Linked DNA regions of Mus musculus: all the other regions are linked to region 1. A link is a contact called in public HiChIP or PLAC-seq and promoter capture Hi-C data. All regions are on one chromosome and are shown on one strand. The core of a region is the stretch at or near the end of the contact, and the rest is flanking DNA. Distances in the headings are between cores, read along the strand shown.

Region 1 (3,435 bases), core at 641-3,140:
TGAATAAAAATAAATTCAAATCTGAAAGTGATCATTCATAATGATAGTCTTTTTGGTTTATCCACAGTTTCTAATGTTTTAACAGTAAAGATAAATAGTTCATGAAAGGAAAATGTTGCAGAGTATCTTACTCAGAACCAAACATTGAATCAAGTCATGTTCTGTTACTAAAATGAGGAAACTCAAGACCACAAAAACCTCACTCTCTGGCATGATTGCAAACGATTTTCTGCCACCGTGTGGGGAACTCTGCACACTGCAGAACTAAAATACAAATTGGAACTCCGGAAAAATCTGTAACTGGAGAGAAAATGCTTCCTGTGGCCAAGTGGTTTAACTAAAACTTTGTGGATCTGTTTGTCATGTTTCCCCCTCCAGCAATTAAGAAAATTGCTAGGGGAAATAATACTAACACAGATGATAGCAACATTCCAAGCGCCCATCTCAGATACATGTACTGTTCTGTCTCAAAAGCCCCATGAGGCGGGCATTATTTTTTTCTCCATTTTATAGGTAAGTCACAGAGCTCTTAACTCTCTGCCAACAGAGAACAAATCTAAACTGTATCTCTAAAGAACTGTGTTTTGGATCCATTTAAAATAGTTTTGACTTCACCATTCCTTTTAGGAGTAATAGGCTTGCCCAAATAGTTACCTACTAGCTCTCTGGACAGGTTGAGCACGTTCAACTTCTAAGAGGGATGACCTTGCCCTCCAAAATAACAGCCCCTTGAAGCTGCTTAAAAGGACAGCTCATAGACGGAAGCCATTCAAAAAAATTGTTAATGGCCCACACAGAAAAGTACAGAAGTTGAGATCTTTTGAGAATTTTTTATTGGTTATTTTATTTATTGACATTTCAAATGTTATCCCCTTCCCAGTTTCCTCTCCACAAACCTCTTATCCCCTCCTCCCCCTTTTTGAGGATTTTTTTTTTTTACGACAGCCAATTTTAGGACTGTTGACTGTGATAATAAAATATTTTACATTTACTGACTTCACTTTTATTTTCATTTTTTCTACGTCATCAAGATAGGACCCACAAATAACTGGGAAAAGCATGTTTTAAAGCAATAGTTCTAAACTTTCCTAAAGCTGGGACCCTTTAGTACAGTTCCTCATGTTGTGGAGACCCCCAACCACAAAATTACTCCGTTGCAACTTCAGAACAGTAATATTGCTACAGTCGTGAATCGTAATGAAATTTCCTATGATCTCGGGACCTTCGGAAGGTCCGGAGTTCAAATCCCAGCAACCACATGGTGGGAACGGAAAGTTCAGATAATAGAGTGCCTACCTAGCAGCAGTCAGGAAGCCCTAAGTTGTCTCTATCTCTACCACAATGTGGTAACAATCATGTAGATAATCTCAGCTCTCTGGAGACTGGGGCAGGAAAATTAGTTTTCAAGGTTATTTCAGATACACTGGAAGGAATTCAAGGCCAACTCGGAACACAGGAGAGGAGTCTGGGGAGGAGAGGGGTGGGGTACTTATTACTCTCTCAGAAGCATTACTGGAGAGAAAAACTATTCACGTCGGAAAATTCTATCAAAGTAGATTCTTCTAGGACCTGGCTATCGTACATAAGACATCGACTATTTTTCACCCCCTTTTCATTCACTCTGTAATATAGTTAATATAATGTCAAGTAAAGGAAAACAGAGAGAAACGAATAGCTCTTTCAAGACAGCGAGGTTAGGTCCCTACAGTAACGTTAAGTGCGTGAGCCTTAGAAAGCTGCGCCCTCCTCCTCCCTCGCCAGCAGCAAGCCAAAGCCTTAGCTGGCCCGGGACAGAAGGGCTCACGGCTGCGCATGCGCAGAGAGGAAGCCCGCCGAGGATTTTAGGAAAACGCCCCGCCCCCGCTTCCTCCCTCGGCCGCGCCCGGCGCCGGTCCGGAGGTGGTCACTTCCGCCGGGGCGTACGCACTGAATCCGGGTCAGCTGCAGCCGCCCGGACTGCAACTAAGATCGTCCGGGAAAAGCTGGGCCCCGTCTCCACAGCCGACCAAGGGCAGCGGGCTCTGCCCGGCGCCGCTTTCTGCGACCTGGCCGTCAGCCCCACGTCGCCGGCCTGGAGGGGCAAAGAGGACGAGGGGGCCGCGGCTTCCTCCGGGGTGAGCACGGCTTGGGTAGCGGGCCGGGCTACGGCACAGCCGGAGGGCTGCGGGAGGATCGGCCAGGCCAGGCGGGGGTGGCGGCCGTGGACTGGCGCGTTCGCGTTCCGGGTCCGAGCGCTGCCGGGCCCCGCCCTGCCTCGGACGCTGGTGCCAGGCTCTCGCCCCCTTCCTTTTTCCGTCTGTGGCCCGAAAGCCTGGAGCGGAACCTCCCGGTTCCTGGCTTCCCCTAGCCTCGTTTGTTCCGTGTTCCTAACCGGCGTCAGTCCAGAGCAGAACAAAGAAACTTGGGCGTGTAGTGCACCCCATAGCCTCGGGGGGATGGACGCAGACAGCATACACAGACAGCATCCTATAAGTCATCAGGGCTCTCTTGAACCTTCCTGAGTGTGATATCCTATTGTAGGGTGTGTACGTCAATGCCTGATCCTTGGCTGTTCTCAGACACTTAACCTCTTCATTTAAATACCGGCTAGGATGCTTTGGATTGCTGTATGCATGCGATGCCACTGGAGAATTCTTCCTAAGTCTGTTCACGTTCAAGCAGAAACTTATTTGGATCTATATTACGTTACTTCGAAACTTCCTTTGTCCTAGGAACTCTATGAGGACACAACTTTTGCAGTGTTTATCAAAGTATTTCTATAAAAGTGCCTTTCATCTGCAATTGCATCTTAGTATTGCTTTCTTTTGCGTCACTTTTAATTAGGATGTTTTCCCTTATACTTGAATTCCCATCTTCAATGAAATGCACGTTTTCTTATGATTTATTAGAATCCTTTAATTGTAGAGGGTTTTTTTTCTCAAAGGTTTTTTTTTTTTAATGTGTCTTGTCATGTGGTATAGGCGACTGCAGAGGGCATCGGAACCCCTGGAGCTGCTAGCATTATAGGCTGTTGTGGTGGGAACCGAAATAGGCTCCTGTGAAGAGCAGCAAGCATGCTTAACTACTGACCCACTCCTCTAGCCTTCACTTGTAGAAACTCTGTAATTCATGAGTGGGTGTTCCTTCAAAGTTAGAGTTGAAGTTATCTAGTTTAGTTACCCATACATGAAGTTACCAATGTTTGGTTGCCTCGCACATTATTTTTTTGGCTTGGTTCTTAATCAATCTCTATCTCTCAATGCCATTCTTAGGTCTTTTCTAACTTGCTGGACTAGGAAATGTGACATGTGCATAGCGTAGGGACTGAATTACCATAAACCAACATACTTACATCTTTAGGCATCGCAGGACCTTTCACCCTTAAGTATAACCACATTTGGTTTTACAGACAGGTTTGTTATAGATCTGGGGATCAGGACATAGGGTCTGTCTTTT
Region 2 (3,683 bases), core at 1,034-3,533, 690 kb after region 1:
TAGCATCAAAAATGTCATTATTGCTGAAGTAACACTGCTGCTAAAGTAATTCGTGGAACAGGTGGGCTGGACAAACATGATGACCTGAGTCATTCAGAGCCCAAATAAAGGTCAAGGAGAGAGCCCACTCCATAAAGTTGTTCTCTGACTCCCACATGCTTATTATGGGCCAAGTATCACTCCCTCTCCCTCTACTTCTCCCCCTCCCTCTCCCCCAACCCTCCCCCCCACCCCCCAGCTAAAAACCAAGGAATCACTATTTTCCACTAGATTAGATATTTGTTTGAGGAAATAAATGGCATTTATGTACTTTATTTACCATATAACAATTATTATCTGCTAAGCACTTGTAATTGCTTTATAGTGTTAAGTGATCTGAATTTAATCCATCAAAATAGTTCCAAAAGGCAATTTTCATTTTACAAGGGAAATGCCAAGGTTACAAAGAATTTTGAAATAACCTTGCCAAAGTCTATCAGCTTTTAAGAGGCAGGGGTGGGAGTCAAACTCAAGTGGGTTGTGATGCATGGCATCAATGCAGACCTTACCCCGGTACATTTTCTCACTTTCCTCTTCACTTGTGAAAATGCCAGTAATGGAATTAAGACTTTAAGCAAAGCAATAGTCCAAACTTGTAACATGAAAATACCATTCATTATTCATTCATATTTTTAAAGAAAAGAAACAGCATTTTAGATGTAAACTCCTGCGATTTCTTTGAATTAAAAAAGAAAATGATCTTTGCTTATGATTATTAGAATTGATTATAAACAATACTACCTAATATCAAACTTGTCACAGAGATGGATTAATAACTCAAAAAGTCAAAACTTCTACTGCCTGTGAGTACATAAGGCAGAAACAGCGCATGTGATAAGCAACATGTCTGCAGGTTACTCAGAATAGACACTTTACAAAAGGAAAAAGAAATAACAGCATTCAGTTACTCTGTATTGATTTTATATGCTTCAGTAGAAACGAATGGACAGGACAATCATGATGATGTGGGAAGTTCTGACTGCAGTATTGAGTTTAGTAATGTGAAGCAAAACAACAATTCATTTTTCAAAACAATTAAAATAAGTATATTCCTTAAGTAAGGTGTGACGGTGCATGGAAGATGGGAGGAATCAGAAGTTCATGTTTACCCTTGGCCTCATAACCACTCAAAGAATAACCTGGGATAATTAGATGAGAGATGGGAGATGGGGGTGGGAAAAGTATTCTCATCTTTATTTCTGTTTTCTTTAAAAACCACATTATCTACATTAACAATGTAGGTTGTAGAAAATATATAGGGCGGAAGTAAAAGGTTTGCAATTTATTCTTATTATCAATAATATAAACTCATATTCTTTGAGTCAACCGAAGCAGAGTTAAGTATGATGAAGACGTTGTAGTTCTTTTTTTTTTTCATTTATTCATTCGCGTTACATCCGAAGAGCAGCCCCGCTCCTCTCCTCCCAGTCCCACCCTTACAAATCCCTCCTCCCATTACTCCTAAAGTTGTAGTTCTTGAATACGAGTATAAAGAATCAAAGCGAGTAAATGAGAAGTCAAATACCGGTTTTGTAGAAGTTGGCATGAAGGAGGTATGAGGGAAACAGACTAACAAGCGAGCATTTTCTGAGCTGGAGACTAAGGACCACCGGCTTATTTATTTATTTATTTATTATTATGGCTAAGGCCTAGTAGGTGACATACATTTGCTAATGGTTCGGGAAGATACCCCTTTGGGTATTTTTTTCTTCCTGTTGGATCTTTCCTTTTATGTTCCCATCAGAGCTGTGTATCGCGGCTAAAATCATGGTTTGCTGGGACTGCTTTTGTTTACTTGGCAGCTGCAGAGCTTCAAAAGAAACAGATAGAGAAGCAAGGAAAACCTCTAGTTTTTTGGAGGCGAAGAAGCCGAAAGCCCTTCTTGACAGCTTCGGGGTAGGGTGTGATTCCAAGAGACAGTCCTTAACAGCTGGAAGAACCAGGTAGCACTTTCACAGGGAAAAGAGCGCTCCCGCCCGGGGCGGTGGGCGGAGTCTCCAGCGGCCCCGCCCTCCCAGGCCAATCCCTGCTCTCCGCCAGCGGACAGGAAGCAGCGGCGGGGCCTAGCGGCCCGGGCGCTCGCCTCGGCACGCATGCGCATTATCCCGGGGCGCTTGGGGGAGCAGGGCGGGGCGGGAGGCAGGGGTGCGGCCTCGCGAGTGTATTGGGTGCCGTCGCGTCACGTGGCGAGAAAGGAGGCGGAGGGCCGCGGCTCAGGGAAGGGGCTGAGACCAGGCGAAGAGCGAGGGCAGGGAAGCGGGGAAGGGAGGAAGGAAGAGGCCGAGGGGGAGGGAGGGCCCTGTTTTGGCGGAGCAGGGCGCGCGGCTGGGCCCCTGAAGTGGAGCGAGAGGGAGGCGCTTCGCCGGGTGCCACTGCCGGGGAGGCTCGTCGGGACCCAGCGCCGGTCGCGGCTCCCTCAGGATCGATGCACCGCGGTTAACCCGTGAGGAGGCGGCGGCCGGGGAAGATGGTGTTGCCGACAGTGTTAATTCTGCTCCTCTCCTGGGCGGCGGGGCTGGGAGGTGAGACACGACCCCGGGCGGCGACGGAGCGGCGGTCGGTCGGGCCGAGCGCAGCGTCGCGGAGCCGGGCCGCGCGTGTCAGGTCTCCTCGGCTTCTGTCAGCTCTCTCAGCTCGCCTCAGCCGACCCCGAGCGACGCTCCCCGCGCGCTATTGTCCCTCGCGCGCCCCGACCGCGCTCCCGCCGGCGGCGGCCCGAGCAGGCTGCGGAGCCCCGGGCCAGGCCTTCCCCGCCCCCACGGCCCGGCGGCCCTGCCTGCCCGGCTTCTCGCGCCGCTTTCCCCGGGAGCGGCGGAGCCCAGGCCAGCCGCCCTCGCGCACTCCGCAGCCACCTCAGCCCTGCCGGGGTCCGAGCCCCGGGACCGCGCAGACTCGCAGCAACTTGCGAGGTTGGCAGCGCGGCGGGAGCATTGTTCTGCAAGCGAGCGAGCGGACCCGGGCCGGGTGTCGGACGCCGGTGTGCGTGTCCCACCCGAGTGCCTTCCCTCCGCCTCGTGCTCTTTTCGGAGTGTTTGTAGCCAGCGCGCCGGAGGTTGTGTGTGTGTGTGTGTCTGTCGTTCTGTCTGTCTGTCTTCTGTCTCCCCGGGGCAAGACTTTAGTTGACTGAGGAGAAGGGCAAGCCGTTTTAGGATGCTCTTCGATCCATCTGTCTTTTTGAGTTGAGTCCACAGAGAAGCAAGACCGACCCTTCCTGGGCGAACCAACTTGCAGAGTTTTCTTAAACTCTCAGGTGGAGCAGACGTACTGCTTAGTCAGAGGATTGTCAGGGCTGTGCTCCCTCCCCCTGCAAATTGGAGTTCACTGTTGCTTCAAGTTTCCTGATGCTTCGGGTTTGAGACAGCGGTATTTCATTCCCAGGCTTTCCTAGGACAGGTTGCATGATTATTTTGTTCCTATGAGAAAGTGCTTTACCATAGGTAAGCTAATTTGCCGCCCAAGTGTCTGGAGAGAGGTTAGCTTAAAAGCATTGAATTGGAAACAACCCCCAGAACTTCCAGGGGTGCTTCGGATGGTTGTCAGCAGCCTAATTTGATACTTTAGAAAATATCCTAGTGTTTTCTGTAGTGTATTGTCTGTGTTCATCCCTTTGTCTCATTGACTTAAACTGCAGGACCCAGCCTATT
Region 3 (3,996 bases), core at 1,484-3,983, 590 kb before region 1:
ATTTGAGAGAGAAAATCAAGTGAAAACCAGTTTTGAACAAGAACCAAACAGAAATGCTTAAAATCAGGAGCGAGTCTAGAAAAAATAAAAATAAAAAATAAAGTTCATTTGAGGATTAGAAAGCTGGCTCAGTGGCTAAGAGCACTCACTGGTTGCTCCTGTAGAGGACCTGAGTTCAGTTCTGAGCACTCACATGGTGTCTGTAATCCAGTTGCAGAGGATCCAACACCCTCTTCTGGCATGTGATACTACATATACATAGTGCACATACATACATACATGCATACATACGTGTGCAAATATACACTTAAAATTAAATTAAAATAAATTAAAATAGATAATGGCTGAAAAGATGGCTCAGCAGTTAAGAGCATTTGTTCCAGCACCCACATGGTGATTCACAGACATCCAATAGCTCCACTTTCAGGGACTATAACGCCCTCTTCTGATGCCCTACAGGCACTGCACACACAGACATATGTGCAGGCAAAACATTTATGCACATAAAACAAGACACATAAACCTGAAATAATTTATTTTAAAAATAAATATCTTTTAGAAAATTCACGTGAAAGCCTCAACTACAGAGCACATCAAGTGGAAGAGAGACTGTGAGAACTTAAAGGCATACCTTTCAAACTATCAAATTCAGAACAAAAGAGAAAAAAAAGGACATTCAAGATTTTGGGAGACAGCATTGAATGGGGGACAAACATTTCTATCACTGCCATACCCAGGTCAAGAGAATAAAGTTTAAATGTGTAGAACAGTCATTAAATGAAATGCTAACAGAAAGCTTCCCTAGCTTCAGAAAGGTATTGGACACTCATAAACCGGAGACCTCTGGATCCCCAGAAAAGACATGAGCAGAAAGAACCATCACCATTACATAACCACACTGTCAAGAGGATAGGGCAGCACTGGGGCTACAGCTCAGCGCTAATGCCTGGTTAGCATACTTAAAGCTCGGGGTTAAATCCCCAGAACAGCAGCAAGATAACAGCTAAATACGTGATAGAAAAGAACTGTAAAATCTGCAAAGCACTAAATCACATTTAATAGAAGCCCCATTAGAGTAAGAGGAAATTTCTCAGTAAAAGCCCTACAGGCAAGGAAAGCACAGAATGACATATTTCAAGTCAGGAAAGAAAACAACTGCCAATCAGGATCACTATACTCAGCAGAGCTATTCTTCAGAAATGAGGGGGAAACAAAGATCTTCCAAGATAAGCAAAAACTGAGGAAACTGGGGACTACCAACCTTACCTTACAATGGATACTTCATGGGGGACTCAGAAGTGAAAGAAAGATAACATCATGGGTGTGTTAAAACAGTAATGTTACTAGAAAATACACAAAAGACATATAGAAGAGAATCAGATATTTCAAGCAAGTGAAAGAGGGAAGATTAAGATGAGTAAACTTGAAAGGGGAATATTTATTTATTTATTATTTATTTATTTTTATTTTTAAATATTTATTTATTTATTTTCGAGACAGGGTTTCTCTGTGTAGCTCTGGCTATCCTGGAACTCACTCTGTAGACCAGGCTGGCCTCGAACTCAGAAATCTGCCTGTCTCTGCTTCCCGAGTGCTGGGATTAAAGGCGTGCGCCACCACACCCAGCTTAAAAGGGGGTCATCATTTATGGTTCTAGCCACAACATCTTGTCTTAAAAGATTTATTTTTATTTAAATGTCTCCATGTGTGTACCACATGTGTTTGGGTACTCTCGGAGGGCAGCAGGTAGGAGGGCAGCGGGTAGGTACCAAATCCTCAGGAGCTGGATAACAAATGTTTGTGAGCCACCTCATGTGGGTGCTGAGGACTGAACTTGAGTCCTCTGGAAGAACAGCAGCAAACAGTCTTAACTACCAAGCCTTTTCTCCAGCCCCAGTAACACTTAAAGTGGCTCGTCACTCTCTTTTTTGATCCGTTTACACACGATGACTTAGAGTCCCAAAAATCAGAAGTTCTGGAAAAGCCGGTTTTAGTTTTGGTCCTTCTTGCACTCAACACCAAACAGAAAATATTTGTGCTTAATCCATCTCTTTTTAATGAATTGCTGCAAGAATAGCGTGAGAGACTCGAAGGCCCACTAGCAGACATTGGCCTATCTCTAAAATGAAAAAGAGAGTGGAGTGGAGATTTTGGGTGTAATGAGAGCCTAGTATGTGTTGAGTAGTGCGCTAAATATAGCTTCATTCTTTGTCTTATTTAGACCTTTCCAAAACCCTTATCTGTATGTAATAAAAATTGATGATAGGGGCTGAATATGTAACTTGGTAGGGTGCTTGCCTGTCATCCTGAAAGATTAGGTTCCCTTTCCAACACCGTATACATGGGGTGTGGTGGTAGTGCATGTCTGTAATCCCAACACTCAGGATGTGGGGGTCATAAGGATGAGAAGTTCAAGGTTAGCCTTGGCTGGAGTACATAGGATATTTAAAGTGAACCTGCCCTACTTGAGACACTATTTCTAAGACAGACAGACAGACAGACAATCAAGCACACACATAAAAACTACTGACGAGTCAGGATCAGAATGAGGGAAGCCTGAAGTTACAGCCTGGGTCTACCTGGTCCCTTAACACTGTGGCCAGTCCTCCCTTTGCATTCGCGCGCAGGCCCGTCCCGCGGCGCTCGCGTGACGTCATCACGCGCGGCCGTGCGGGCGCCCTCGGGGCTTTTAAATGAGGCCTTCGTAGGCGGGCAGCAGTGAGTTCAGCACAAAACGTGTGTGGAAGCGTCGGCTTTTCTCGGGGGCCAGAGCCGCTTGGGACCCTGAGGTGGGCGGAAAGGCGGCTGCGCGCCGACTCCGGCTCGTCGGGAACGCGAGGGGCGGGAGAGGGAACATGGCGACGCGGGTCTGAGGCAGCGCCTCACCGGACTTTGCTCACAGGCCTTCCTCGGCGGCTTCCCTCACGTGTCTTCCTCGGCGGCTTCCCTCACAGGCCCTAAGGCTTTCCTCATTCGACCCCTCTCCTTCCCCGATACTTTTGTCTCCCTTTGCTTCTCTGTAGTTCCCTCCCCTCCCCCTCAGCCCCACACTCAGGGGAAAGGAGAGGTAGGTGGTAGGCGGAGAGGGACGCCCCTGAGACCCCATAGGGACCCAGAGGCCAGTTCCTGCATTGGACTCCTAAGTATCTCAAGGCCGCACGGGATGACAGGGACAGACACCCAGCGTGAGTGAAGAAGTCAAGCTACAGCGTTAATTCCGATGACACCTTTAAAGGTGCCTGTGAATTGTTTTCTGGAGTTGCTCGCACCTGAGTGTCACAAGTGCAAAGTTCTCTTTGAAAAGGACACGGTCCCTGGGATCCAGAGAGCCTTTTCTGTGTGCATCGCATGTCATAGACCGCCTCCATAGCTGTATATAACTAGAGGAAATGGAAACACGATTTGTATTGGTGGTAAGGGAGTGAGGGGAAGGGAAGACAGCCCTGCCATAATGTAAACAATGCGAGAACACAGGGCACCCTTCTGGTTTGGGGTCTTACTAACTCAGCTAATGTTGAGGCTAACACTCCTTGCATAAGTTAAAGGGAACGGATCTTTGCTACAAAGAATCGTTCTGCCTGCCTGTGTGTTTTAGTCACTTGAGGTAGATGCTAATCAAGCAAAGGCTTTTTATGACCCAAGGTGATATAGGTTTGATCTTGACCTTTTGTTTGTCTTCAGTTAACTGTAGACTCTAGGAAGGATCCGACCCTCACTCTCTGGGAGCCTTCACTGCCCAGCTGAAATAATTGTGGGCTAGAGTGAAGGAGAATTCTAGGAAGATGAGCTCTAGCATAACCATGAGTGAACCAAGGCTGAACTGGTGAGTTGGTCCTCTTCCTGATCCACTGTGAAGGAACAAGCTGGGGATGGTGGGTATCATAGGAAAGGAGATTTCTGGCCTGGAGAGATTTTATAATTTTTAGCCACCAGGGTCTCAGAAATTACCCTGTTCATATACCAAGTTTGTTGAGTTATAGCTGACTGATTTTTAAA
Region 4 (3,783 bases), core at 360-2,859, 670 kb after region 1:
TAATTTATGGTAAGTAGGCTCAGACCAATGCTTTTCCTTAAATGGAATTTGTCTAAAAAGTTGTATCTTTCCCATCACTGTTCTTTCATGCATCCACACCACAGTGGGACAAACAGCCTTTTCCAGAAAACACGCAGATAAAATCATTAAAACTTACTCCATAATATAAGATTGATAGTAACTGAAGATCAATCACTGTTTCCAATTTTCACTGTTTTGCATATGTAATAATGTCAGTAAGGAATAATATAGGCAAATATAGCTAAAAATACTCAGAAGATGTAAGTGCAGGGTGCTCTGGATTCTGCTTGTTTATAGGTAAACCATCAGTTACAACCTTTAACCGAATGTTGAATTTTTAATACAAAAAAGACCTTAAGTTGGGGGCAATTCTTCCTGACATGTTGCCACATGAATAATCTTTCAATAAAGAAATCCTGGAATTAATTTCATGTAATAAGAGACTGTTAGATATAGGGGTGCATGTCTGTAAACCTAGCACTCTAGAGGCTGTAGCATTAAGATCTTAAACTGTTCGAGGACAGTTTAAGCTACACAGACAAACCTTGTCTCAAAAAAAAAAAAAAAAAAAAAGGAGGAGTCTGATGAATGGAAGGAAGCCATCAGCTGACAAACAGCAGTTTCCTCACCCCATTTTGCCCCTCCCCACCCCACAAGCTGTAGGAAGTAGAAAGCTGCAGAGTGTACCTTCCAGGCGAGAAGCAAAACATTGAGGATGGCCAGCAAAGGGCAGGGTCCATTCTCATTCTGGGTGATGATGGGCGTGTTCTCCTCTTTCCACTGGATCCATTTGATGTGATACACCGACTGTCCGGGAAAGCGTTCTTTGGAGGCCGCTAGCACCTGAGCCGGGTCCTCCTCCTCCTCTTTGCATAGAGGTGCAGCCCTGGGCGGCCCCGCCGCGCCCTCCTCCACGTCCTCGGGGACCCTGGTCTCTGCTCCCTCCTCACTATTGAACTCAGAGCTACTGGGGAAAGAATGCAGGTTGGAGAAAGACTCCAGGGAGTCCAAGCTGGGCGAGTCCCCAGGGGGGCTCGGCTCGCTGCAGCTGCTGCTCGGGGCGCCGGTGCTGCTGGGCTCTTCCGCCGCCTGCTCCACCCTGCAGGTGCCCGTGTCGCCCACTGGCCCCGACCCTCGGCCCGCCGCGGCCTCGGCCAGCTCCGGGGAGGCGGTCACCTTGTGCTGCCCTCTTGAAGGCACCTCCGAGGCGGCAGGGCTCGACGACGCGCCGTCCTTCAAGTCCGAGCCCGCGCCGCATCCGAGCTGCGAGGGGGACGTCGGGTCCCCGAGGCTGCTCCGCGCTGCCGCCGCCGCCGCCCCCTGCCCGCCGCTGTCCACCGCGCGTCCAGCGGGACCATCCTCAGCCTCGCGCCCGCCGCGCCGTCGCCCTTCCGGCGGCGACACTCGCCCGGCCGCCACCCCTAGTTCCAGAGGCTGTGGGCTGTCAGGGCTGTTCTCCATCCCCGGCCGCCCGCCCCTGGTCCTATAGACACCGCGGCCGGCTCTCCTCAGCAAGCGCCTCCGACGCCATGACAGCCGCTCTGTAGCAGCTCCAGCGCCCTAGCGCGGCCTCGGCCAGGCACGTCACCGTAGAGGGCGGCGGGAGCGCGCGCGCGTGCCCCCGCCCGCCCGCTCGGAGCGTGCCTCCGCGTGACTGCGCTCGTTGAAGCGCCCGGACCCACTCGGGGAGCGCTTCTCCCCCGAGGCCACGCCCCTCCCGCGCGTTCAGGCTAGGGAAGGCAGAGCGAGGCCAGGGGCGTGGCTGAGGGCGTGGTCAGGGGCGCGGCTCGGAGAGCCGCAGCGCCACTAGGAAAATAATCTTGTGTGTGCTGCCGGAAGTTGAACTCCGGGGCATCCCCGCTGCGCGCGGTTACTTTAAAGGCAGTGGCTGAGGCTTGTAGGGAGTGTGGTCTACTTTGGGCTTGAGCCTGGTGGACCCCGAAAGTGGTAGTAGCATTGGAAGACAGCCATTCCCTGAAGGCCTCGGGAGAGCTGGCTTTTTCTTTTCTTTTTTTTTTTTTTTAGCTTTTAATGTTGAGAATTGGAAGCATTTCTTAGGAAATGCAAATTTGAAAGGCGAGTTCTGTTGGAGGCTTTTGGAAGACTGCGCAGTACAGGGACAACTCTCCCTGGGTTTTGGCTGAGAATCGCTGCGCTCCCAACCAGCTACTGGTTTGCCTTGCCGGAGGTTCAATGAGGTTGTGGATATTGGCCTACGCCCCAGGCGAGAGGGTAAATTTGGTCCAATAATAATAAATCAGTTTGCGTTTGAAGCAAGCCAAGTCTTTGCGGTTCTGTTCACTTGGCTTCTCTTTGCACAGAGTGGGAAGCTTCTGCTTCCCGAAAAAATGACTTTTAAAATTAGAATTGACTTCTCATCAGGGCTTGACATCTGCATAGAGGATGGACAGAGTTGCCTGCAACTTTTTTTTTCTATTTATTTACTTACTTATTTATTGGCAAGAGTGGATATAGATCATCTAACCTGCTCTGGAAAAGTGGGGTGTTTTTTTTTTTTTTTTTTTGGTTTTTTTGTTTTTTGGTTTTTTGTTTTTTTTGTTTTTTTTTTTTTTCCTGGACCCTTCCCTCTTCAAAGTTGTCTGAGAATATAAAAATGAACAAGACAGGTGGGTCTTCCTTTAGTATCAGGTATACAAATATATGGTGCATCATGGATTGTTACACTTCTGTCCTGCTACTGGTTAGAAAAGTAGACAAATTAATGCATTATTTTGCTCATTCATGTGTTAGCACCAAGCATGTTACTGAATACTGTGTTTCACACTAAAAATATCACTATTATCTTCTCAGAAATGATGATCTCTTTCTCGGCACTCTCTTCGACTTCTCCCTCTTTCTTCCCACCTCCAACTCTCTCCTCCCTTCCTTTCTTTTCTTCCCCCCCCTTTCCTTTTTTTTTTTTTTTTTTTTTTTTTTTTTTTTTTTTTAGGGCTGGGGCTCAATTCATGTATGACAAACACTCTACAGAGCCCTCTACTACTTTGCTTATCTTATTTCACTTTTGTTTTTTGAGACAGAGTCTCAATTTGTAGCCCTGGCTGGCTCTGCCTCTCTTCCAATTTGAGAGTCTCACCCTGTGTCTTAGACTAACTGACCTGGAATTCACAGCAATCCTCTTGTACTTTTTCTCCCACTCCAATTTTGAGATTATAGATGTGAACGCTGTGTTTTTAAGACTGGAAGTTATCTTCCTTTCTTTCTTTCTTTCTTTCTTTCTTTCTTTCTTTCTTTCTTTCTTCCTTCCTTCCTTCCTTCCTTCCTTCCTTCCTTTCTTTCTTTCTTTCTTTCTTTCTTTCTTTCTTTCTTCCTCCCTTTCTTTCTCTCTCTCTCTCTCTCTCTCTCTCTCTCTCTCTCTCTTTCTTTCTTTCTTTCTTTCTTTCTTTCTTTCTTTCTTTCTTTCTTTCAATTGAGGTTGGGTCTCACTATGTAGTGTAGCTAGCCTGAAAGTTGTTATGTAGGCCAGGCTGGACTCAAACTTTCAGAAAATTGCTTGCCTCTGCTTCCCAAGTGCTAGAATTAAGGGCATGTGCCACCATGCCAAGCAAGATCGGCAATTCCTGAAAACTGGAAAAGTTAGAAAAGATAATGGAAAGTTTTTTCTGAGTGTTGAATTTTGGAGTTCATGTTGATCCATAAGCAATAATTCCTGCCATCACCATTGAGATTTTTCTTTTTCTTTTTTTATTAGATATTTTATTTATTTCCATTTCAAATGTTATCTCCTTTCCTGGTTTCCCCTCC
Region 5 (3,867 bases), core at 197-2,696, 550 kb after region 1:
CACCCTTACTATTTATTTATTTATTTATTTATTTATTTATAAAGGTAGGATTCCTCTGTGTGTAGCAACCCAAAGTAAGGCACACCTCACATTTATTTATTTATTTATTTATTTATTTATAAAGGTAGGATTTCTCTGTGTAGCCCTGGCTGTCCTGGGTCACTCTGCAGATACCAGGCTGGAGTGTAGTGTATCTCAGAGATCCACAAGCCTCTCTCCCCTTAGTGCTGATAGGCATGTCCCACCACTGCCCAGTCCAATTTAAGTTTTATAACCAGGAAACTGGAGAAAGATGTAAAACAAAACAACCTCAACCCCACCTTTGTTAGCACCTTAGCATTCCTTCTAGGCTCCGCCCAACACTTACCTAGCAACAGCCAGGTAGGCCTGGATGGGAATGTCCCCCCCCCCCCTTTGACTCCTTTCTTCCTCTCCCCTCCCCCCTCCACGTGTTCTTGGCCGGGCTCTTCTCTTCTGTCTTCTCCCTTTCTCTGCCTCTACTCCCTTCTCAGCTCCCCTTGCCATACCCCCAAATAAACTCTATTCTATACTAGACCAGTCTTATGGATGGTACCTGGGGTGGGGATGCCTCAGCATCAGCCGGATGAGGCAGTCCCTCCCACCGCTCTATACCTCGCTCTACAAAACATACCCTTGCCTTTACAAAACATCACCCACCAGTAAATGTTAATTCAGTTCCCTGTGTTTCCTAACTTTGTCCAACTTTGTGTTAATTCTATAGATATTTACGCTGTGATGATTAATAATATTAAAATTACTAAGAGATACTATGCGGGCTATTTCTCCATAAAGTGGCCCCTGTCCTTGACATACCAAATGCTGGCGGCGCAGGGCAGAGGATACTGTATAGGATCAGGGCAACATATACTTTTAAGTTATTCTCCTTTTGTGAACAATTTCATTGAGCCATCAGGCCCGTCGGAGGGGATGGGCAAGCTGAGGCAAACGAGGAGAGGACGTTTGCCTGGTAGTTTTCAGGCAAAGAGGGGCTAAGCTTCAGGGGGTCACAGCGTGACACTGTCCCCTGGGCTCTCGGCCTCAGGTTTCGCTGGGCGTTCCGGGGCGGAACCCGCCGACCTAAGTTCACTAGTATACCCCGACCACCTTTCCACGATGATTCCGTACTTCTTCCGGGAAGGCTGGCGCACACGCCCCCTCATTTCGGTGAAGAGACGCACCTACTCTCCCTACTATGGGGTGCCTCTCAAGTGGCGATGGCTCTAGGTAAGAGATGAGAGGAGAAGGAGGCTAATGGAGAGGCGGGAACCGTGGTACCGAGGACAGCTGAGCGGTTGGACACGCGGAGACTTTCCCGGGACCACGCCAGAGGCCGAGCCACCGGTCCGCTGCGAGCTCCGCCCCCTCCATGCCTGCTCAGTGCGCACGCGCACCCGTCATCCGGGTGCCGCTGCAGGTTGCGCTGGAGCAGAGTCGGGGGCGTGGTCCCCGTGGGGGGGCGTGGTCAGTGGCTCATTGTGCGCAGCGTAGCGCGGCGCCGCTGGCCGCCCGGGGCCCGGGTTGGAAGTTGGTGCTGCCGCGGCCACCGCCTCCACCGCCGCTGCCTCCTCCTCCGCCGCCGCCGCCGCCCTGCAGCCCACTAGCTGCCTCGGCAGCGCGTTGCTTTCCCAAAATGGCTGCCGCTGCCGGGGCCGTGGTAGCCTCGGCCGCCTCTGGGCCGGCGGAAGGGAAGAAGATCACGGAGCTGCGGGTTATCGACCTCAGGTCCGAGCTGAAGCGCCGCAACTTGGACATCAACGGGGTCAAGACGGTACTGGTCTCCCGGCTGAAGCAGGTGAGGCCCGGACGCTGCGCGCAGGGCAGCGTAGGCCGCGCCGTTTAGGTGCTACGCTTCCGCGGTCGGGGCGGACCGGGTGGTGCCTGTGCGTGCCCGGCGCGCGGGGCCCGCGCCTCCGCGAGGAGCCTGGCCTTCCAGCGGCCTCGCGAGCCGCCGCCGGTCGCGCCCCCTGCCTCCCCTGGGACGCCCTCTCCATCGGCTCTGCGGCCTGCGGAGGGTGGAGCTGCAGACCCTGGGCGGCGCTGGGTACCCCGGCCTACGGGCGGTGCGCAGCGCGTGCATCTCTCGGGCTCCGAGGCGATGGTTAGTTTGCTGACTTGGCCGAAGTTACCGTTTAATTGTGTCCAACCGTTTCTTCACCCCTGTTCAGAGAAATCCGTAGTGGGAGTTGATGAGTGGATGAGAAGGGAAGATTCATCTTTTTTTTTCCCCACTAGGCTTTTAACTGATTTATTTTTAATTCTTAATTTCTGATTGCATCAGCGTAATCATCCACGTTCTCAGTCCTGTTAAGCTTTCAGGTTTATTCGCGTGAAGCCTTGGAATCGGAGACGGGAACAAGTGTACGCAATACGTTAGGAAAACTCTTCCTTATTTAAGTAGCTACAAACTTTCTGTAATAGAACATATTTAGGTTCTTGTTCAGTATATGTGACATGGAACCATCGACTGGGTGGAATTTCAAGTTCCAGGACATTTCGATACTCAATGACACCCTCCACCCCTTTCTGTGTAGCATAATTACTCGTTTGTGAAGTCGGTTTGTAAAATAACTGGCAATTCTAATGTTTTGAGGCTGGAGGTTTGGTAATATATTTTCATTAAGTTTTTATAAAATAAGTTTAGATAGTTTGTGTAGCATATTAACTTCTCTTTCTAATGTAGGCTATTGAAGAGGAAGGAGGCGATCCAGATAATATTGAATTAACTGTTTCAACTGATACTCCAAACAAGAAACCAACCAAAGGCAAAGGTTGTTACGAGTTCTGAACATATTTTAAAATATATTTTGGTTCTATAACTTGGCTCTGCTCTTGTACCACTCGCCCTGTTTATATAGTGCTATTCTTTGCTATTTCCCTCTGGCACTCTGCCTTCTTGGGTCAAGGAAGAAAGTTACTGTTAGCAGGCTCTGAGTAACTTGCAGCCTTTCAGATTCGGCTGAAGATGACCAGAAAATAAGAAAGTTCTTTATTGATTCTGGGGAAAGGTACAAAGTTAAGTTGCATACCGATCCTTCATAGTAGGAATATCTGAAGAAAGAAATACAGTTTGATCCATGTCTACCTTGCCCCACAATTGGCAGAGTTTTGGTGAAATTCCCACTAGACCTTTCCTTGGCTCTTTGCTGTTCTCTCTAGTATATTCAAGATCTGTAACCTTTGTTTAATGTTTTAATTGACATACTGCTTATTTCCCATTTATTCCATTATGCAGTCTAATAATTTTCAGTGAAATTCAAAAGACCTCATCGATCATACTAACAAAAGCAAAAACCCCACAACTGATTAGCTTTAAAGAAGTTTTAAGGTATGGGGATACTAGGTTTTTAATGTAGCTTTTAAATTGGGCTCTGTGTATTTCCAGGGCAGAATGATCTGATGTGAATAGCGAAAGGTAATTTTCACATGAATATTTTGATAATAAATGGGAATTAGTTATTAAAAACATCTGGTGAGTATAATCTTATTTGAATAGTTGCAAATTTCCGCTTCTCATAAACTGTCACAGAGAGTAGACAAATAACTGTCTGATGCCTGGTATCTATAGTTTCCATGCAGAATAAGTCATGGACTTCTGTGTCATTTTGTTAGGAACATAATTTTCTTAACTGCTGTACCCGATCTATACACAGTTGTGATGGGAATAAGATGATTGAATAGACCAGGTGGTGGTGGCACACACTTTTAATCTCAGCACTTGGGAGGCAGAGGCAGGCAGATATCCAGTTGGGGGCCAGCTTGGTCTCCAGAGTAAGTTCCAGACAGCAAGGGCTACACAGAGAAATCCTGTCTCCAAAAACACAAAAACCAAACTAAACCAAAGCCAAG
Region 6 (3,439 bases), core at 438-2,937, 640 kb before region 1:
CTCTGGGATGAGGAAATAATGGGTCAGTGGGGAATAGCATGCCATGTTCGAGAACTCGGGACCTGAATTCAAATCCCTGATGCCTATGTGAAAACTCCAGAAATGGCCACTCGGCCTGTTACCCCAGCCTTCTGGGGTAGAGATCCCTGAGGCTTACTTGCCAGCTGCAGCAGTGAGCTCCAGGTTCAGTGTGAGGCCCTGTCTCACCAGAATAAAGCAGGAAACTACAGAAAAGGACACTGACATCCTATGCTGGCTGCCCTTGCTGCAAAGTGCGTGTGCACACACACACACACAGAGACCTGGGGTTGCCCATTACTGGATTTATGAGAAGGTATTTCCCGTAAGTTTCACACGGCTGTGACTGAATGTTTCTGTTGCTATTCAGATGTTAAGTTATGGGACGAACTGGGCTTTACTCCTGGTGTCACCTGCCCACATCTTAGTCTTTTAATCCCTCCACTTCATCCATAAGGTAGCCGTGACACCTGCCCTTCCCACCTGTTAGGATATTCCAAGAATCAGAGGCACTTAAAAGTATCCTGGAAAGTGCCGCTTGAGTCCACATAGCATCTTCATTATCACTGTTGTGACCGTTTGTATGGTGTGGCCTTGGAGCCATGGATACAGAACAGGCTCACTGTGAGAATGGAAAATAGAGATGCTTATCTTAATCAATCCAAGACCGTGCCCCCCAAACTGTTATTCAAATTTCCATTGGTTAAATTTTAAATTCTTCTGCTTGTATGGGAAGAGTCCTAAGACAGGGTTAAAATAGCCCAAAATGAGTGGGAGAGTTGCTATTTGATACAAAAGGCCTAGAAGACAGTAATAGCTAAACCCAGATTAGCCCTGAGGCTTTTTAAGATTGGGGGTTGGGGGAAATCTGTGAATTTGGTTTGCTTTCCATTAGTGAAAACTAGAATGTATTGCATAAGATAGAATCACCTGCAGACACACATACATAATGGCTGAGATATTTGAGGGAGATTAGCCTCATAATTTTTTTAAAATTCTTCCTTTCACTGCTAATCCTATCATTGGCTGATTTACATATATGTAAATGCATCATCTAGACTGCAGGTTAATGGAGATGGATTTTTAAACATTATTGTGCGTATTTATTTGGAGCAGGAAGAGGAGTAGTCATGGCATGCACATGGAGGTCAGATGACAACTCGCAGGAGTCAGTTGTCTCTTTCTACTATGTAGGTCCTAGGAACTCAGGTCATCAGTCTTGGTGGCAAGTCCCTATACCACTAAGCCACCTCACTGGTCTAAAGCATGGGACTTTTGTACATCACCAGATCCTTTTGTACTTTTTAAAAAGGCCACCCACCTTTCAGAAGTGGGGAACTTGTTACTTGAGGGGAATTTTGAATTATTCATCTCTGTGGTTAAGACCTCATTCATGGTACTGGATTTAAAAAAAAAGAAGAAGAAGAAATCTATACCCCTTTCTTCCTTAATCTGACCTCTCTGAAATAAATTATTTTAAAAGTGAAATACTTGGGGCTGGAGAGAAGGCTGGGTGCATAACACTGCCAGCTCTGCAAGTATGAGGACCTAGCATCTATGGTTAAAATAATAGTAATATTAATAAAAAGCTGAGTGTGCTTGTGTGCACTGTAACCCCAGGATTGGCAGAAGCAGAGCCAGACAGATCCCCAGAGCTCACCTGCCAGCCAGCAGAGCTGAAACAGAGAACTTCAAGTTCAGTGACCATCTCTGTCTCAGGTATCAAGAGTGACAGAGGAAGACACCCAGTGTCCTAAGTTGAAATACTAAGCTAGCTATGCACATGGCCTGTCCAAGATAGCTGGCTCAACGTCAGCCTCGGTGTCCCCAAAGTTGGTGGGAGCACCAGGTCCTCTCTCATCCCTACAACAGTGTCTGCTCTGTTGTGGTCCTCCGCATGCATGGCCTTTGTGTGTGGCCCGTCCCCTGGGTGTCTGTGCCACCTGCATCCTTGTATCCTGCCCCAGAAGCCCAGCAGTCACTCTGAGTCGGTCAGCTGTGCCACTGGAGTTCTGTGTATTGACCTGACAATGCATGATCTAGAAAAATGAAAATCAGGGATAGAGAGGGGGTGACTTGTGTGCTATGCCTTAGGCTCATTAATGACAGGCTATTCAGTGAGTCCCGAATTGACAGAGTACCAATGCATTTACACACGCACAGGATACATTTCAAGGCCCAATATTTATCCTGGAGATAATAAATAACAGACAGTAAGGCTAACAGCAACTACAGTCCCAATATATCTAGACACCTCCCCTCCTCAAATCCTGTCCATGGAACACCTCCATGTTGAAATGGTGTTCAGTTGGTGGTGGTTCTGCTCATCTGCTCATGTGACTTCCAACAACGAATGCCACTAAACCATTAGAGTGTGAGTTTTTCAGTATTGTACAGTATTATGAGTTTGGTTTTAAGGGATACAATACCTGTTCTATATTGTAGTGTCTGACTGTAGTTATTTTACCCCTAGTTATGGTGAAGTATACGAGTTCTGCCACTATTGTTAATTATCATATTCTAACCAGGTGCCAATGATCCCACCATGACAAATCATAAATCATTTTCTTCCTGGCAGTATAATTAGACATAGGAGGGTAAGCCATATTGTATATCAAATGGATCTGTAGTAAGAAGGGGATAGAAAATGGTCTGGGTTGTTGTATCAGTTATCTTTCTATTGCTGTGATCAAACACAACAAACACAACTTATAAATGAAAGCATGTCATTGGGTTTACAGTTTTACAGGGTTAGAGTGTGTGACCCCATGGTAATAGGAAAGCTAAGAGCTCGCATCTCAAACTGCAAGCAAGAGGTAGAAGGCAGGAAGGAGTCTGTTGAAACCTCAAAGCTCACTTCCAGTGACACACGTCCTCCAACGAGACCATACCTCCTAATCCTTCCCAAACAGGTCCACCAACTGGGGACTAAGTATTTGAACAAATTGAGTCCGGGGGGGGGGGGGGGGCGTTGGGGAGGAGCATTCTCATTCAAACACCACAGTCGTTTTCTGAGTTAGCTGTGTTGTAGGTATATCTAAAAATCGACCTGACCATAAAGAAGCCAGACAGCATGACCCTTGGAGATCTAGACAGGGGCAGTGCACTACATGGCCCCTGAGTCTGCCCAGACTACCCGGGTTAGAATTCTGCCTGGGACTTGTCAAGTTGAGCAGTGACCTCATCACGTAGAGTATCAATCCATTCCCCCAGCCTGTTAGGCAAGGGTAGCAAGCTGCTTGCTGGAGTACTCACACGCATCCAGGTCAGACACTTGGGAGTGGCTTGGATGTGCAGCGGGGGTGCTTGCATACCCGAGAGCTGGCTGTTGTTACCCACACTCCTCTATACCTTGGCAATGCTCAAGGTAGACAGGTAATATTAATGGGATACCCATGGTCTAGTCTTGTCTTCTGTAGCC
Region 7 (3,617 bases), core at 652-3,151, 540 kb before region 1:
CAGAACCAATGAGATCCCCCGATGGAATGTGAGATGCTAAGGAGATAGGACAAGAAGAAAGAGCTCGTATTCAGCAGGACATAAATGAGGCCTGGCCACATACAGCTCTCTGTACATTTAGCTTTGCCAGATGTCCACAATAAGTCAAAAATAGTTTTGGATGGTTGGTGGCTTTTTTATGTTTCACATGATGTCAATTCAATGCTACTTCTGACATTGGACCTCCTACCCTCCCTCACACATGCAGGAATGTGGAGCCTGCGGGCCTGGGTGGAGAAATAACCCAGGGAGGCAGGCTACTGCTTGCTGGTAGTGTGTGCCTGTGTCTTATGTTCCAAGATGTTCACCCCCAGTAGTCAGATAAACAAGGTTTCTGTCTTTAAAGCTGCCCACACTGAAGCACTATGAATGTAAATCAGACATTGTATCAAAAGGGATATCTTGTTTTCTGTTTGTCACTCTGCTGGGGCCAACTTCACAGCTACCTGTCTATGTGACAGTGGGCACTGTGCCTATCTCTTCCCCTAACTGTCATCCTTTGGTTCCTAGGAGTGAATTGAGACCGTAGTGGAAAGTATAAACAGATGTTGATATCAGAAGGGACCAGGGCTGGGAAGATAGTGGCCTAAGATCTTGTAGCTTAAGAACCTGAGTTCTGTTCCAAGTTCAGGTAGAAGGCTTTTTGGCCAACCAATCTTGCCTAATTTGTGAGCTCCAGGCCAAAGAGATACCTTGTCTCAAATAACAAGCTGGGCCAAGGTGGGTGCTCTGAAGGGACAGCATCCTAGAGGCTGACAGCGCCTTGCAGGTCATGTGTGATACACGTGACCACGTGTGATACGAGTGAACCACAAGCACACACAACTAGATGGAAGAGAATCGTTAGAACCTAGAGAAAGCAGAGAGGTAGACTCTGCAAGGACGGAGTTGAAAGACCTAGTGTGACTGGGCAGCGGTGGTGGTGTACACTTTTAATTCCAGCACTGGGGAGGCAGAGGCAGGCAGATCTCTGATTCCAGACGAGCCTAGTCTCCAGACAACCAGATCTATACAGAGAAACCCTGCCTTGAAAAACAAAAACAAAACAAAACAAAACAAAACAAAAGAACCAAAACTAGTGTTTAAGGTATTTCCAGCTCTCTTGCTAGCTTGAAGTTTAATGCGGTGTGAACAGTCACCCACAAACACAGTTCACTACTGCGTTGTTTCCTGGAAAAGCAAGCTAGAAAAGAAACAATATGACCCAGAGAAACAGTTTGTCAAGGAATGAGAAGGGGGAAAAACCTTCAATAACCTACAATTAGGAAAAGACCGTAGGACCTGGGGTGTATTGGAGTACTGGGGGAAGGAGGTACCTTCTAGCCTTACCTCTTAGTCTCCCTAGCTGGTTAGAGGCCTCTCCGCTTTGATTTACAAGGCGGAGTAGACTGTGTAAAGCAGGGCCAAGCGAACACCCTCCTCACACTGCTCCAGCTGGTGACCAGAGGTTAAGCTAATATGTTTGCAGACAGTGATGGAGAGCTGGGTGCCAACGGCCCAGTTCAGAGGAATCCAAATATATGCGCCTTGAAACAATTCTACCCTCCATTACCTCGCTGCCTAGAAGCCTTTTAAAAGCAAAAGAAGTGAGTTGGGCAAGCCAAGCAGCTGAAATCTTAATAACCCAGAGCCAGCCTGAGCAGGGCCCTGTACTCTAGGAGTAAGGGGATTTGGGCGGGGGAAATGGGTGGATACTTGTAGGGCCTGGGGAGGCGGTGGAGCTGTCACGTAGGGCAGGACTGGGCTTGGGCTACGTTCCAAGTTGGATGAGTCACCCAGCAGGGTGGGAACAGGCCGGGGAGGGAGGGGATGTGGGGCGGCCTCGCGCTGGGAGGATGGGGCGGGTATAAAAGCCCCACCCAGCCCAGCCGGGCTGCTCCGCTTCAAGGGAGGCTCTCAGCGATACGTGCCCGGCCCAGGTAAGTGGGGCGCGGCCCGGTCGCCCGCTATGGCCTCGGGGTTGCGGTGCTGAACGGGGAGCGGGCAGGCTCCGGCGATGGGGACCCCGGGAGGCACGGAGAGGGACCCACTCCACCCGGTGATCTGCGAGGCCCTGCAACAGAGTTGCAAAGTGTCCCGCAAGTGACCGTGCTCTTTGCATGCCACTCTCCTGAGGGGTCGGGGCGCAGGGGTCGGGGCGTGCTTCCCCTTGAGGTTTCCTCGGAACGGGGAGACCCTTTGTGGGGCGGGGAGCCGAGGGGGCGGCATTCCAGACGTGCTAGATGTCAGGAGGGGGACTGGGTGTGGCCGCTGGGGGAGCCTCCGGCCCAGCAGTGAGAAGTCCCACTTCGCTTTCCGCACTGCGTTCTCTCACTCTGGACCGTAACTTCTGCAATTTCAGGTGAATTTCCTTGCAACTGAGGGACGTGCCTTTGTGGAGTCGGAGCAGGGTACCTGGGGGAGGTCCAGGGGGCACCAGAACCTCAAGTCTTGACTACTGGGTGCCCTTCTTTACAATCTCAACTCAGTCTTCGTCATGAACGCTAGATTGTCTGCTAGGTCAGCGACCTCAGACTTCATTTCTTCTGGGGAGTTTGTGGCTCGCTTAGAATGTGTGCAGAAGGAAGTGTCCCCGGGTGGTTGTAGGGAACGTTGCCTTGACTGTGCTGATGCCACCATGAATCAGTTGATAGGGTCTATAGAAAAGGGCGTGGTTCCTGGGCCTCAGGTTCCAAAGCTGGCGCGGAGGGCTGTGGTTGGAGAAGTTTCTTTATCTATGAAAGTGGTTTCCGAACTCTGCTGTTGATAGCGCCACTCACACTGAGTTATTGAAGGTTTCCGAAAACAAGTTCATTCAAAAATAGCTAAATAAAGCGTACTGAAACAGTGTCATGCAAATGTAAAAGCAAAGCAAAGGCAACAAAATAACTGTTACTTGAGACAGAGCCGTAATCTCAACACTCAGAAGACTGGAGCAGCAAGATCCCTTTTGAATCCGACCTGAGCTACATAGTAAGTGAGATTCCTGTAGGGGGAAAAACCCAACTACCAAAAAAAAAAAAAAAAAAAAAAAAAGAGAGAGAGAGAGAGAGAGAGAGAGAGAGAGAGAGAGAGAGAGAAAAGAAAAAAACCATGAGCTTATGATCACGATCAAGCTTATTGGTAATTGGTAGAGTACCGTAGTAGGTTGAACTTCATTCCCAGAACTTGAAAAAGCTATTCATGTGTGAACTATTATGCCATATTCAACTCCAGCCCTTAAAAGCAACCATAAACTCTTGGAATTCAAGATCCTCAGCCTGAAACACTCAGGAGTATAATTAGGTGGGTCTGCAACTTGGACTCGGGAAGCCACTTCCCTGCCCAACCCCAACAAAGCTATAGAATGTGTTTGGAATCCCAAGCTAGCACCAGAAAAAGATTAATTTGCAGTGTATCCGAGTTCTGGCTAAAGGCAGGGGAGCAGAATGCAAACTGGGGAGGGTGAGGGGTGATCTGTGGGTAGGAAGAATAAATCACTGATGTGGGGCTCAATTTTTTTCTCCCTTAGTTCTAAAGATAGTCTTGATCAAATCATAAATCCTATCAATTGGAAACCCTTCTCCCGTTTCTGTTTCCTGCATTCCTCCCACTGTCTT

Evidence for each region. Promoter capture Hi-C pulls out the DNA fragments that hold promoters and counts their contacts. HiChIP or PLAC-seq counts read pairs in DNA pulled down with a chosen protein or histone mark. Capture Hi-C pulls out chosen DNA fragments and counts their contacts.
Region 2: a promoter capture Hi-C map of erythroid cells shows a contact between it and region 1, with 6 times the contacts expected there. The contact joins the promoter of Adam10 here to the promoter of Bnip2 in region 1. A contact is called at or near these places in 2 of 39 promoter capture datasets (erythroid cells and liver) and 1 of 115 datasets of contacts at active chromatin or transcription factors (cardiomyocytes).
Region 3: a contact with region 1 is called in a promoter capture Hi-C map of embryonic stem cells, with 2.5 times the contacts expected there. The contact joins the promoter of Ice2 here to the promoter of Bnip2 in region 1. A contact is called at or near these places in 4 of 39 promoter capture datasets (the C10 cell line, embryonic stem cells, erythroid cells and 1 more), 4 of 484 Hi-C or Micro-C datasets (LSK cells, embryonic stem cells, myocytes and 1 more), 9 of 115 datasets of contacts at active chromatin or transcription factors (the NIH/3T3 cell line, astrocytes, bone marrow-derived macrophages and 6 more) and 1 of 9 other capture datasets (adipose tissue).
Region 4: a contact with region 1 is called in a promoter capture Hi-C map of erythroid cells, with 11 times the contacts expected there. The contact joins the promoter of Mindy2 here to the promoter of Bnip2 in region 1. A contact is called at or near these places in 5 of 39 promoter capture datasets (the SN4741 cell line, erythroid cells, liver and 1 more) and 2 of 115 datasets of contacts at active chromatin or transcription factors (CD8 T cells and astrocytes).
Region 5: a contact with region 1 is called in a promoter capture Hi-C map of erythroid cells, with 6 times the contacts expected there. The contact joins the promoter of Sltm here to the promoter of Bnip2 in region 1. A contact is called at or near these places in 13 of 39 promoter capture datasets (the 3T3-L1 cell line, the HPC-7 cell line, cranial neural crest and 7 more), 1 of 15 datasets of contacts at CTCF or cohesin (the NIH/3T3 cell line), 3 of 484 Hi-C or Micro-C datasets (LSK cells, embryonic stem cells and nephron progenitors), 2 of 115 datasets of contacts at active chromatin or transcription factors (bone marrow-derived macrophages and embryonic stem cells) and 3 of 9 other capture datasets (embryonic stem cells, liver and pancreatic islet).
Region 6: a contact with region 1 is called in a BATF HiChIP or PLAC-seq map of CD8 T cells, with 5 read pairs. The contact joins the enhancer-like site here to the promoter of Bnip2 in region 1. A contact is called at or near these places in 1 of 39 promoter capture datasets (hippocampal neurons), 6 of 484 Hi-C or Micro-C datasets (the C3H10T1/2 cell line, the G1E-ER4 cell line, cortical neurons and 2 more), 6 of 115 datasets of contacts at active chromatin or transcription factors (CD8 T cells, bone marrow-derived macrophages, embryonic forebrain and 3 more) and 1 of 9 other capture datasets (adipose tissue).
Region 7: a promoter capture Hi-C map of adipose tissue shows a contact between it and region 1. The contact joins the promoter of Anxa2 here to the promoter of Bnip2 in region 1. A contact is called at or near these places in 2 of 15 datasets of contacts at CTCF or cohesin (CD8 T cells and the NIH/3T3 cell line), 2 of 484 Hi-C or Micro-C datasets (LSK cells and muscle stem cells), 12 of 115 datasets of contacts at active chromatin or transcription factors (CD8 T cells, acute myeloid leukemia, astrocytes and 9 more) and 3 of 9 other capture datasets (adipose tissue, embryonic stem cells and liver).

What each region holds. Positions count from the first base shown.
Region 1 is chr9:69,987,576-69,991,010 of GRCm38.p6, forward strand. It overlaps Bnip2 (BCL2/adenovirus E1B interacting protein 2), which reads left to right and starts at 1,891. Exons shown (of 11, transcript NM_016787.4): 1 at 1,891-2,114.
Region 2 is chr9:70,676,699-70,680,381 of GRCm38.p6, forward strand. It overlaps Adam10 (a disintegrin and metallopeptidase domain 10), which reads left to right and starts at 2,284. Exons shown (of 16, transcript NM_007399.4): 1 at 2,284-2,561. The coding sequence starts at 2,507.
Region 3 is chr9:69,395,265-69,399,260 of GRCm38.p6, forward strand. Ice2 (interactor of little elongation complex ELL subunit 2) reads left to right here and starts at 2,734. Exons shown (of 16, transcript NM_145618.3): 1 at 2,734-2,789; 2 at 3,682-3,823. The coding sequence starts at 3,783.
Region 4 is chr9:70,655,565-70,659,347 of GRCm38.p6, forward strand. Mindy2 (MINDY lysine 48 deubiquitinase 2) reads right to left here and starts at 1,610. Exons shown (of 9, transcript NM_172772.2): 1 at 709-1,610. The coding sequence starts at 1,482. It overlaps Gm31872 (a long non-coding RNA gene), which reads left to right and starts at 2,107. Exons shown (of 3, transcript XR_379591.4): 1 at 2,107-2,648.
Region 5 is chr9:70,541,269-70,545,135 of GRCm38.p6, forward strand. Sltm (SAFB-like, transcription modulator) reads left to right here and starts at 1,447. Exons shown (of 21, transcript NM_025690.4): 1 at 1,447-1,813; 2 at 2,702-2,789. The coding sequence starts at 1,652.
Region 6 is chr9:69,348,459-69,351,897 of GRCm38.p6, forward strand. The region is part of intron 3 of Rora (RAR-related orphan receptor alpha); the gene reads left to right. It overlaps Gm15511 (predicted gene 15511), which reads right to left. Exons shown (of 3, transcript NR_136934.1): 3 at 431-640. Among named protein-coding and RNA genes, the nearest start is that of Gm15511, 14 kb to the right of the region's middle. Within about 2 kb of position 1,688, at least 13 of the 459 cell types and tissues checked have an H3K27ac peak or open chromatin away from gene starts, as enhancers often do. A contact at or near this core is called in CD8 T cells, where this site is marked.
Region 7 is chr9:69,451,782-69,455,398 of GRCm38.p6, forward strand. It overlaps Anxa2 (annexin A2), which reads left to right and starts at 1,902. Exons shown (of 13, transcript NM_007585.3): 1 at 1,902-1,958.